Linked DNA regions of Macaca mulatta: region 2 is linked to region 1. A link is a contact called in public Hi-C data. All regions are on one chromosome and are shown on one strand. Each heading gives the region's core, a stretch centred on a gene start, on an enhancer-like site or on the middle of the called end of the contact. The rest is flanking DNA. Distances are from core to core; before and after follow the strand shown.

Region 1 (5,279 bases), core at 2,652-5,151:
TTCCCTAGGCTGGAGTGCAATGGTGCGATCTCAGCTCACTGCAACCTCCACCTCTTGGGTTCAAGCGATTCTCATGCCTCAGCCTCCCAAGAAGCTGGGATTACAGGTGCGCACCACCACGCCTGGCTAATTTTTATATTTTTAGTAGAGACGGGGCTTCACCATGTTGACCAGGTTGGTCTCGAACTCCTGACCTCAGGCGATCTGCCTGCCTTGGCCTCCCAAACTGCTGGGATTACAGGCGTGAGCCACTGCGCCCGGCTTTTTTTTTTTTTTTTTTTTTTTTGGTAGAGATAGGGTCTGTCTATGTTGCCCAGGCTTATCTCCAACTCCTGGGTTCAAGTGATCCACCTGCCTTGGCCTCCCAACGTGCTAAGATTACAGGCATAAGCCACTATGCCCAGATTATTTTAATAACGTTTTCTTTTCTCTAACTTACTTTATTGTAAGACTATAGTATATAATACATGTAACACACAAAATATGTGTTAATCAACTGTTTTCACAGTCAACAGTAAGTTATTGGTAGTTAAGGCCAGGTGCAGTGGCTCACACCTGTAATCCCAGCACTTTGGGAGGCTGAGGCAGGCGAATCACTTGGGGTGAGTTTGAGACCAGCCTGGCCAACATGGTGAAACCCCATCTCTACTAAAAATACAAAGTTAGCCAGGTATGGTGGTGGGCATCTGTGATCCCAGCTACTCGGGAGGCTGAGGAAGGAGGATCTCTTGAACCCAGGAGGCAGAGGTTGCAGTAAGCCGAGATTGCGCCACTACACTCCAGCCTGGGTGACAGAGCAAGACTCAGTCTCAAAAAAAAAAAAAAAAAAAGTTATCGGTAGTTAAGTTTTAGGGGAGTCAAAAGTTATACATGGATTTTTTTACTGCATGGGGGGTCACTGTCTCAATCCCCACATTTTTCACGGGTCAGCTGTAAACAAATGTGCAATGTGGAACCAGGGAAGCTGCTGAGGCGGGAGGTCCTGCCTCTGACTAAATGTTATGTGAAATGCTGGGAATAGTGGTTCTCAGGAAGCAAGAGTGAAGCACTGGGCATTGGGCTGGATCTTGTGTCTGTCACTCCAGACCCTCTGTCACTCCAGACCCTCAAGCCGTCCTTTCACCCACTGCTCTGTGCCCCAGGATGCTGACCTCTGGGGACTATATCAACCCAACTCCCTTGCCACTTCCAGCTGGGTTCAGCCATCGGCATCAACAGCAGAACAGAAGATTGGGGTCAGTGCTGTGTTGGTAAATGTCTAACAAGCAACTCCCTGGAGGAACGGCCCTGATCTCTAGTGTCTGCCTATTTCCCTGGTGTAAATACTCCCGCTGCAGGTGGAGATGGTGTCACAGATGGACAGGGGATGACATGGTATCTTTATGGGTCCTAGTGTTGCCATGCCAGTGTGTCCATAGGCCCTGGGCCATGGGGGAAGATGGCATGGCGTGTCAATGTCCAGGTATGTTCCCAGGTGCTGGCATGGGGATGAGCTGGGGCTTTCACGCCAGCTGGTCCTCCTCTGTGCTTGGATCCCCATCTATCAAGTGGGGGTGACAGGCAGCTCCTTGCTGCCTCCTGTTGAGGGGTTTCTGTGCAATAAGGCACACAGTCCTGCCTGGCCCAGTGCCTGGGGCCAGTGAGCCTTCAATAACAGCGGCCATGGTGGTGACCATTGCCTGGGTCCCTGCTCGTGCCCCTGGCTGGCTGACCAGGCTCAAGGACGGCCTGGGGTGGAGGCCTGCTGGAGAAGCCCACTGGGGAGGAGACGGTGGTCAGTAGAATGGGGAAGTTGGCGAGGCAGCTATCTTTAGTGCCTTCCCTCACAGCCGTTTTCCTCTGCCGGGCTAAGCAGGACTCTGGTGGGGACTGGGTGGGGAGGGGTCACTTCTCCATAGTCACATGAAGCCCAGTGACCTGGAGGCCAGCTGTGCAGGCTCAGGGCCCAGCGAGGGTGGGGCTGGCCGTGGTACTGGGCTCCAGGAGACGTCATCTGTAAAGAAGCAGGAGCCCATTGTATGAGCCTGGGAGAGGGTAGGGGGCCAAGGAGCATTGGGGGCCGCAGTGGCTGCTGGGAAACATTGTCCCTCCAGTCCTTACCCAGAGCCTTCCAAGCCCTCCTCCACAATGTGTCCCTCCAGTCCTCAGCCAGAGCCTTCGAAGCCCTCCTCCACCAGGGCAGCGTGGTGTGATGGTTGTGCACTCGTGTCTGGAGCTGGATTTTATATCCCTGCCTCGCCACTCCTAAGAGTCTGACCTCAGAGACTGTGACTTAACCTTGCTGAGCCTCAATTTCCTCCCTGTGAAAACAGAAGTGATACCAGGTGCCATGGCTCACACCTGTAATCCCAGGACTTTGGGAGGCCGAGGCGGGTGGATCACCTGAGGTTAGGAGTTCAAGACCAGCCTGGCCAACATGGTGAAACCCCGTCTCTACTAAAAATACAAAAATCAGCCAGGCCTAGTGGCATGCACCTGTAATCCCAGCTACTCAGGAGGCCAAGGCACAAGAATCGCTTAAATCCAAGAGGTGGAGGTTGCAGTGAGCTGAGATTGCGCCACTGTACTCCAGTCTGGGTAACAGAGCGAGACGCTGTCTCAAACATAAATAAACACATAAATAAATAAATAAGGTTTATGGGCTGGGCAAGGTAGCTGAAAGCCTTTAATCCCAGCACTTTCCAAGGCTGAGTGGGGAGGATTGTTTAAGCCTAGGCATTTGAGACCAACCTGGGCAACATGACAAGACCCAGTCTCTACAAAAAAATACAAATATTAGGACAGGCGCAGTGGCTCACGCCTGTAATCCCAGCACTTTGGGAGGCCAAGACGGGTGGATCACAAGGTCAGGAGATCCAGACCATCCTGGCTAACACAGTGAAACCCCATCTCTACTAAAAAATACAAAAAAATTAGCCGGGCGTGGTGGCGGGTGCCTGTAGTCCCAGCTACTCAGGAGGCTGAGGCAGGAGAATGGCATGAACCCCAGAGGCGGAGCTTGCAGTGAGCCGAGATTGCGCCACTGCTCTCCAGCCTGGGCCACAGTGCGAGATTCCGTCTAAAAAAATAAAAAAACAAAAAATAAATATCAGTCAGGTATGGTGGCACACACCTGTAGTCCCAGCTACTCGGGAGGTTGAGGTGGGAGGATTGCTTGAGCCCGGGAAGTCAAGGCTGCAGTGAGCTGTGATTGCACCACTGCACTCCAGCCCTAGGCGACACAGTGAGACCCTGTCTCAAAAAATAAAAATAAGGCAGCTCTTAAAGAGTTCAGTACAAACCTTGGCACACCGTAGATGCTCAACAAATGAGCCCTCTCCTTCTCCCTTGAGCCAGCATTCATTGGCTTTACCAACCCCTAGTAGCCTAGAGTGAGGGTGGAGAGATGCCTGGGCTCACGTCCCAACCCCACCAATCATACAGTGCCCCTGTGCAAGTTATTCATCCACAAGCCCCAGTTTCTTACTATAAAATGGGATCATAACAGAACCTGCCTCAAGGAGTGAGCCGGATGACTTTTCTCTGTGTGAAATGTTCAGTGCCTAATACAGAGCAAGATGCTCACAATTATCGCTGCCTGCCGTCCTGGGCACTGCCTTGACCTGTGAGTGCTGCCGATTGTGGGTGAGCGGCTGGTGAGGTTGGGCTCTGGATGGTTCCTGGATGCTCCCTTCCTTCCTCACTCTCAGGCCTGTGGAGTTACCGCAGCGCCCCCATATCTGTGGTTTCACTTTCCTTGGTTACAGTTTCCAGCAGCCAGCCACGGCCTCTGAAAATATTAAACAGAGAATTTCAGAAATAATTCATAATTTGACATTGCATGCCATTCTGAGTAGGGTGATTAAATCATGCAGCGATGAGAGTGACTCATTCCTCTGTCCAGTGTCTCCACACTGCAGGCATTCCCACCCGTGAGTCACTTTGTAGCCCTCTTGGTGATGAGAGAGAAAAAGCCTAATCCACAGAGGGTTTGGTACTATCCGCGGCACCACTGCGGGTGTTGGAAGGTAGGCTCACGGATAAGGAGGGCTACTGTAATCTCCTGCCTCCTGTGAGGTTTGCATCACGTCTGGCGTGGGCTCCTGAGACTGCTCCGGAAAGGGAAGGGGACTTTGGGCTCCTGGGAACTACCCGGGAGGCAGGGCAGGGGGACCCCCAGAAGCTGCAGCAAGTAGCTGCATTCTCAGCTACAGGGCTGAGAACCAAGGGGAGGAGGATGAGCTGCCAGCTGCATGGGGCTGCATCTGGGCAGGGGGACAGAGGCAGGGCAGCACAGCCCCCGCCAGCAAGGCTGTCAACGAGGATCTAGGCAGAGAGCAATTTGCAGTGAGCCCACAAGGTGGCGGCCAGCTGCCCACCCCTCCGCACCCTGTGGCCATCCCCAGGTGAGCTGAGCGAAGTCCCTGGCTCCGTCACACCTTTTAAGGCAAAGGCAGCTCCTGCCACCACCTCCCTGTTCCCACTTGCTCAGAAATTCCCAGCAGGTATTTTTTCTTTTTTTCAGGAGGAATGGAATGAGACTTCTTGTTCTGTCACCACAGGATTCCGGCAAGGCCTGTCTAGGGGTTCTGGTGAGAGAAAAGCGTGACAGGAAGTGCATGCCAGCAGGCACTTGGAGATGTACCCTCGGTGACATGCACAGGCACGGCAGCCACCCCACCCACCGCAGGCCTCCGCTCGGGACAGCCGGGCACACGCACAACACAGACGAGGCCCAGAGATGTGGGGACCCCCAACAAACCGACTCCATGCTGGGGAGACAGGAGATCCAGCTGGGAATGAGCCCACATCATGACACGCCCCCCTCAGGAGCTCATACCCGAGCCCTCAGGAGCTCATACCCGAGCCCAGGAGCCTTGTCCCGCCCCAGGGCCTTCGCACTCGCTGTTCCCTGCCGGGAGTGAGTGTTCCAGCACAGGGCTCCGCCGGCAGGATCCTCCATACTCTTCAGATCTCAGAGAGGCCTCCCCGCCCCCACCCACATGACTCCATCCCAGTGACCTGTTTTATTTCCTCACAGCCGTCTTCACTGCTAAACTGCCTTGCTTTTTTCTTGACAGGATCTTGCTCTGTGGAGCACTCCAGGCTGGAGTGCAGTGGCACAATCATGCATGGCTCACTGCAGTCTTGACCTCCCAGGCTCAAGCAGATCCTCCCACCTCAGCCTCCCAAGTAGCTGGGAATACAGGCATGCGCCGCCACACCCAGCTAACTTGTAAATCTTTTGTAGAGACAGGTCTCACTATGTTGTCTCAAACTCCTGGGCTCAAGCAATCCTC
Region 2 (5,253 bases), core at 363-2,862, 140 kb before region 1:
TCTTTGTCCTTACCCAACAAAGTCCCATCCGCATTTTCTGGCCCATTTCCCCCACGTGGCCTCTCTGACCACCTGGAGCCAGGCTCTGAACCTCAGTCAGCCTCCTCGCCTAAGCATCCCGTCCCCCACTCCTCAGCCGGGCCCTGCAAGGCTTGCTCTATCACCAACCATTTGCAGGAACCACTGGGCCAACAGGAGGTGCTGGACCGCTATATGGCAGGGGATGGCCTGACTTGCCCGTGTGGTCAGAGTCCAGCTCTGCCACTGTCCCATGGGGATCATTCTTACCCATCACATTCCTAAATGGACTAGAATGGTGGCCTCCTCTGCCCCAGGGCCCTACTCTCTCCAGGCAATGGAGAAAGAGCCAGGGGTCCCACCACCACCAATGGCCCCTCTGACACTGTAGGATATGTTCCCACAGTCACGGTGCAGGCATCAACCAGATACCAGACTAAATGGGATTATCCAGACGGGACCACTGGGCCAGAGCCTTCTGCTGGAGGGAGGGAGCTTTGCTCCTCCCCTACACCCTCCCTGTTCCAGGGCTCAGTCCCTTCTACAAGGTCCCACCAAGCCGTCACAAGCCTGCCCCATCTAGCGACGGGGATCCCCATACCCACTGGGGCATCTTGTCCATCTCTGATGGTTAGTTCAGAGCTGACCTAGCTGCCTCCACGGAATTTCTGCCCCATTCATTCATCCTCCATGAGTTCCTTCTGCACACATTGAGCACCTACTGGGTGCTGCACACATTGAGCACCTACTGGGTGCTAGTTGATGTGCCAGCTCACCTGAGGTTTGCAACACCTCTATGAGGTGTGAAGGCGGATACTGATAACGGTGATGGTTGCAAAACCAATGAGGAAAGTCAGGTGCAAGAGAGATCGCCACTGCACAGAATCTCACGATCAGGCAGCGGCTGGGCCAGGAGTAGATTTTCCATCTGGGTGACCCAGGAGCCCGTTCTCTTTCTTCCACTGAACTGAATATGTCCCCTAGCAGGACTTGGGAGGTGTAATACTTGGGAAGGTGGGGGCAGGACTAGCCCATCCAGTCCCCCAAAGCCTTCAGTAGAGGGCACAGAGCTGGACCTGGGTTGGGGTTACCAAGGGTAGCCAAGAGTAGCTTTGGAGGCCTCAGCAGAGGAGCTGCTGCAGCCGCTGCTCACCCCCAGGAGCCTCCTTCTGAGAAGGAAGTATTATTGAGCCTACATTGTGCCGGGAGGGAAAACGTGGGGTCCTTGGAGCCCTGCCAACCCCTTGCCTTCAGGCTGTTTGGCTTTGTTTGTTTTTTTGGTCTTTTTTTTTTTTCCTTTTTCTTTGGGCTGATTGTTCTCATTAAATCTTTTTGTCCTGTTTTGTTTTTTATGGGGCTGACAATGCTGCTCAGTGCTTAGCGCGGCTTCCTGTGTTTCTGCCCCAGCGCAGGCCTCCATGGGGCCGTGCTTCCTGTTGTGAGCCGTCGCCATGGCAACTGGAGGCCCGGTGGGCTCCATGAGGGTGTGGGGAGGGGTGACATCAGTGACGTCAGCGGGTGAGAAGGCAAGGGGCAGGGGTCCGAGGGGGTTGCATGGGGGAGGGGCAGCCAGCAGCCAGCCCGCGCATTGCTGAGAGCTGACTCACGGCCCGGGAAGGGGAAGAATGCCCTCACATTCCTTTGGGAGGTAAACAAGGTCAGGGAATGCGGCTGGGATCCTGTTTACCTGACCCTGGCCCCCCGGGGGACCCGAAGCCCTACAGGACAACACAGTGGAACAGAACCAGCCAGAATTGGGGGGCTAGGGAAGCAGGGGAGAAGGGAGGGACCGTCAGGGGCCCCCCGGGTGGGGGCCAGAGACAGAAAGACCAGGATTCCAATCACAGCTCCACTAGGTGACAGCTCTATGACTTTGAGCAAGCCACATGGCCTCCCGTGCCTCAGTTTCCCCTATTTCTAAATGAGGAGAACTTCTCGTGTAGATGGTCCCTTAGTCTCCAATCACTTTGGGCTGGTTTCAGGGGTGGCGAGGGTGGCAGCACAGCCCATGCCTCTGCATTTTCTCCGTTCTCTACCTGCCAAGGGCCTGATCCAAGGCTGGGTCTACATGTCTCTGGCTGCACCTGACCCCACTAGGGTAATGCCCCAGACCTGTAGCAAAACCAAAGGGCCGAGGCGGGCTGGCCTCGAAGGGAGGTGATGGGCGTGCAGCCCAGGGCAGGGTGCAGCACCTCTAGGATCCCAGGGCTGGAGTCAGTGCAGCTAGCCCCGCTGGCTTCCCACACCTGTGTCCCCCCTTCAGCTCTCTCAGAGCCCCACCTCTTATCCCTGGACCCCCAGAGTAACCGCCTCCCCTGCTCGTCAGGGAGGGTCCAGAGGAGCCCCTCCTGGTGCCAATGGTCTGTATCCTAATCAAACTCTGGGATTCCATGGTGCTGAGATCTGCAAGAACAGCCCTGCATCTCTACGACAAACCTTTGCCACCTTTGAAACGGACCAGCTGGGAATAACATGCCCTTCCCCCACAGGTGCCATGTGAGGGTGCAGGCCATGCCCCCATGGCCACAGTTGAGTTGGGGCCGCCTGGCCTATGCTGAGAGTCTGGGTATCAGAGTCAGACTGGCTTTCCCGCTTGCTAGCTGGGGCCTTCGGGCAAGCTCCTTAGCCTCTGCAAGCCTCAGTTTCCTGATCTGCAAAGCAGAAGCTCCCAGGGTTGATGTGAGACTGAGTGAGTTAATTCACATGAAGCCCTTAGCACATAGTAGGCCCTCAAGTGTGCTGAACCCACACAGAGCCAGCCCTACAGACTCCGGCATCCTCCGCAGCAGCACCCGATGCCCCCGTCTCTGAGGTCTCCCCTGTGTTGAACACCCGTCCCAGTGCAGGAACAGTGTCCACCAGGTGCCCCATGGTTTTCCCATAAAGGGACCGGACTTGGGTTTCCCTGGACAGGGAATATCCTGTTCTGGGCTGGCGGTGGGGGGAGGAAGAGGAGCGGGAAGGACACGGCCGCTCCGCATTCCTGGCATTCTTGGCGGCTGCCCTGTCCAGCTGCCTCGCCGCTGCCGGGGGCCCTGGCCTATTGCCAGCCTGCTTGGCAATAGGCCCCTGCTTGGGGCGCCCCTTGGACTTGGGGTGATAGGGGACCCATCCTGTGCCAGTCCCACCCAGCCCAGACTATCGCAGAAGTAAATGAACCCCAATCCTGGAAGCAGAGATTCCAGGGCTCTGGGAGGAGTCAGTTAACAGAGGAGGGGTTTCTGCTCTCAGTTCTATCTTATGGAGCTCCCTAGCCCACCTACCGTCCCCAGGGAAGCTCTGGGGGTCAGGGCCTGAAGAGGGGAGAGGTAGAAGGCTCCTGGGTTCTAGTCTCCAGTGCCTGGACGGCCACGTCCCCTCTCTGGGACTCAGTATCTCTATCTGCAAGATGGGAGGTTTTGATCCCTTCCTTGGGCAACCCCTGTATCGCTGCCCTTGTCATGCTCTGTGACATCATCACTGCCTCTCTGCAGATCCTGTGCCTCTGACCAAGGGCAGGAGCCAATCCCTTCTCTGCACTGGGCCAGGCCTGGTGGGTTACAGCGGCTCCCACCGCCACACAGCCATGGTCTGCAGGATTCGAACATTCAGAGGGGAGGGCCTGGGCATGGTCAGGCTCTGGAGCCCTCGCCCTGGGAGTGCCTTTGGGGTCCTAGGAGGAAGGGGGTCGTTGTCCAAGATCCCACAGCTAGCTCGGTCAAGCTGACCTGGGAATCCAGGGACTTGCTGTTCCGCAAAACCACCAAAACTAGGGTAATTCTTTTCCATGTTTTTCTGCAAACGCCCCCTAGTTTCAGGCCCAGAGCAGTCTGGGGAGAAGCTGGGAGCTGGCGGCTTCAGAGACCTCCCCTCCGCAGGAGACCAAGCCTGCTCCCCGTGCTGCCCTCTGCCCTTGGAGAGCCTGGAGGGATCTTCCAGGGGCCCGGACGGGACAAGCAGGAGGGGCTGCAGTGGGGTGGATGCATGTAGGCTGCCAGTCTCTGGCCTCCCACCCTCTCCCTCCCCTCTCTTGCTGGCTCGAGGACCACCCCAAGCCCCTGCCCAGTCCTGGGAACTCCAACTCCATCTGCACTGCAGGCCCCGTTTCCCACTTCAACAGCTCACAGTGGCTCTGGGGACAGAGACCAGAGCAACCTGGTCCAGGCCACAGCGAGAGGCAGGAGCAGCTCTTCGCTGGAGTCAGGAGCCCTGAGAAGTCCCTGGGCCTCTGTACCTCCACTTGACCATCACAGGGTTAGAGGATGTGGTCTCCGGGGCCAGCCCCATCAGTCTTCTGTGGTCCCAGGATTCTGAAATTCAACTTTATGGTTCTGAGACCATCAGTTACCACCTTCTGCATGCCCTTAGGAGGATTAAGCAGAGGGAACTCCTCCCTGTTACTTGCCCTTCTCTAGAGCTCACCCCACAGAGCTCAGCTCCCCTCCAGGCCAGGACCCTGCTCCCAACGACCCCATCTCCCCTGCCACTTGACCCCCCACAAAAGGCCAAACACCCCCAACGCTATTGTCTCCACCTTCCCCTGGTGCCTCCCGCCTGCCTGTCCCACCCGCCTGTCCTGTCTGCCTGTCTGGCTGGCTGGCCATCTGTCTGTCTCTCTGTCTGTCTGAGGGACAGTAGGAGGAAAAGGCTGGAACCCCACCCTGCTGGGTCCACATGTCCAGGGCATTGTTCAGCCTCCCCTGGGAAATCACCTCAATTGTGAGGCTTGGGGGCCACTGCGGCTCGGCCGGGTGTGTTTACAGACACGGGGGCGGGCAGGGGTTGTGTCTGTGGAGGAGGATGGGCACAGGGGGTGTCATGATCATCTGTGTGTGGCACGCTTGATTAAATAATGATAAAATGACGAAATGGAATATTATGCAGCCATCAAATACGATGCCTTTGAAGAACGGTGAGGACATAAGAAAGTGTCACAATTTAAGGTTTACTAAAAGGGAAAACGCACAATGAGAAGAAGTCAAAGTGACTCGAATGCTAATCACAGTGATCTTTGTTGCCAAATCATGAGGAATTTCCTATTTCCTGTGTATTTACAGTGTATTTTCAATGTTTTTGGCAATGAGCACGTAGCTTTATAATCAGAGAAAGGAGAATAAGTGTTGTAAAAATCAAATTAAAGATGAACTAGAAAACAAATGAACATGATTAAAATAAAATAAACTCACTGGGCATGGTGGCTCACACCTGTAATCCCAGTTCCTCAGCAGGCTGAGGCAGGAGGATCTCTTAAGCCTG

What was found. Hi-C and Micro-C count contacts between places; a contact is called where the count stands out from the background.
Region 2: a Hi-C map of blood shows a contact between it and region 1, with 5 times the contacts expected there. The contact joins two enhancer-like sites. A contact is called at or near these places in 7 of 14 Hi-C or Micro-C datasets (CD4 T cells, blood, fetal cortex germinal zone and 3 more).

The regions. Positions count from the first base shown.
Region 1 is chr10:12,250,548-12,255,826 of T2T-MMU8v2.0, reverse strand. No RefSeq gene overlaps it. Among named protein-coding and RNA genes, the nearest start is that of RPL3, 12 kb to the right of the region's middle. Within about 2 kb of position 3,901, at least 5 of the 40 cell types and tissues checked have an H3K27ac peak or open chromatin away from gene starts, as enhancers often do.
Region 2 is chr10:12,385,245-12,390,497 of T2T-MMU8v2.0, reverse strand. LOC144331700 (a long non-coding RNA gene) reads left to right here. Exons shown (of 3, transcript XR_013399069.1): 3 at 1-4,847. Among named protein-coding and RNA genes, the nearest start is that of CBX7, 21 kb to the left of the region's middle. Within about 2 kb of position 1,612, at least 6 of the 40 cell types and tissues checked have an H3K27ac peak or open chromatin away from gene starts, as enhancers often do.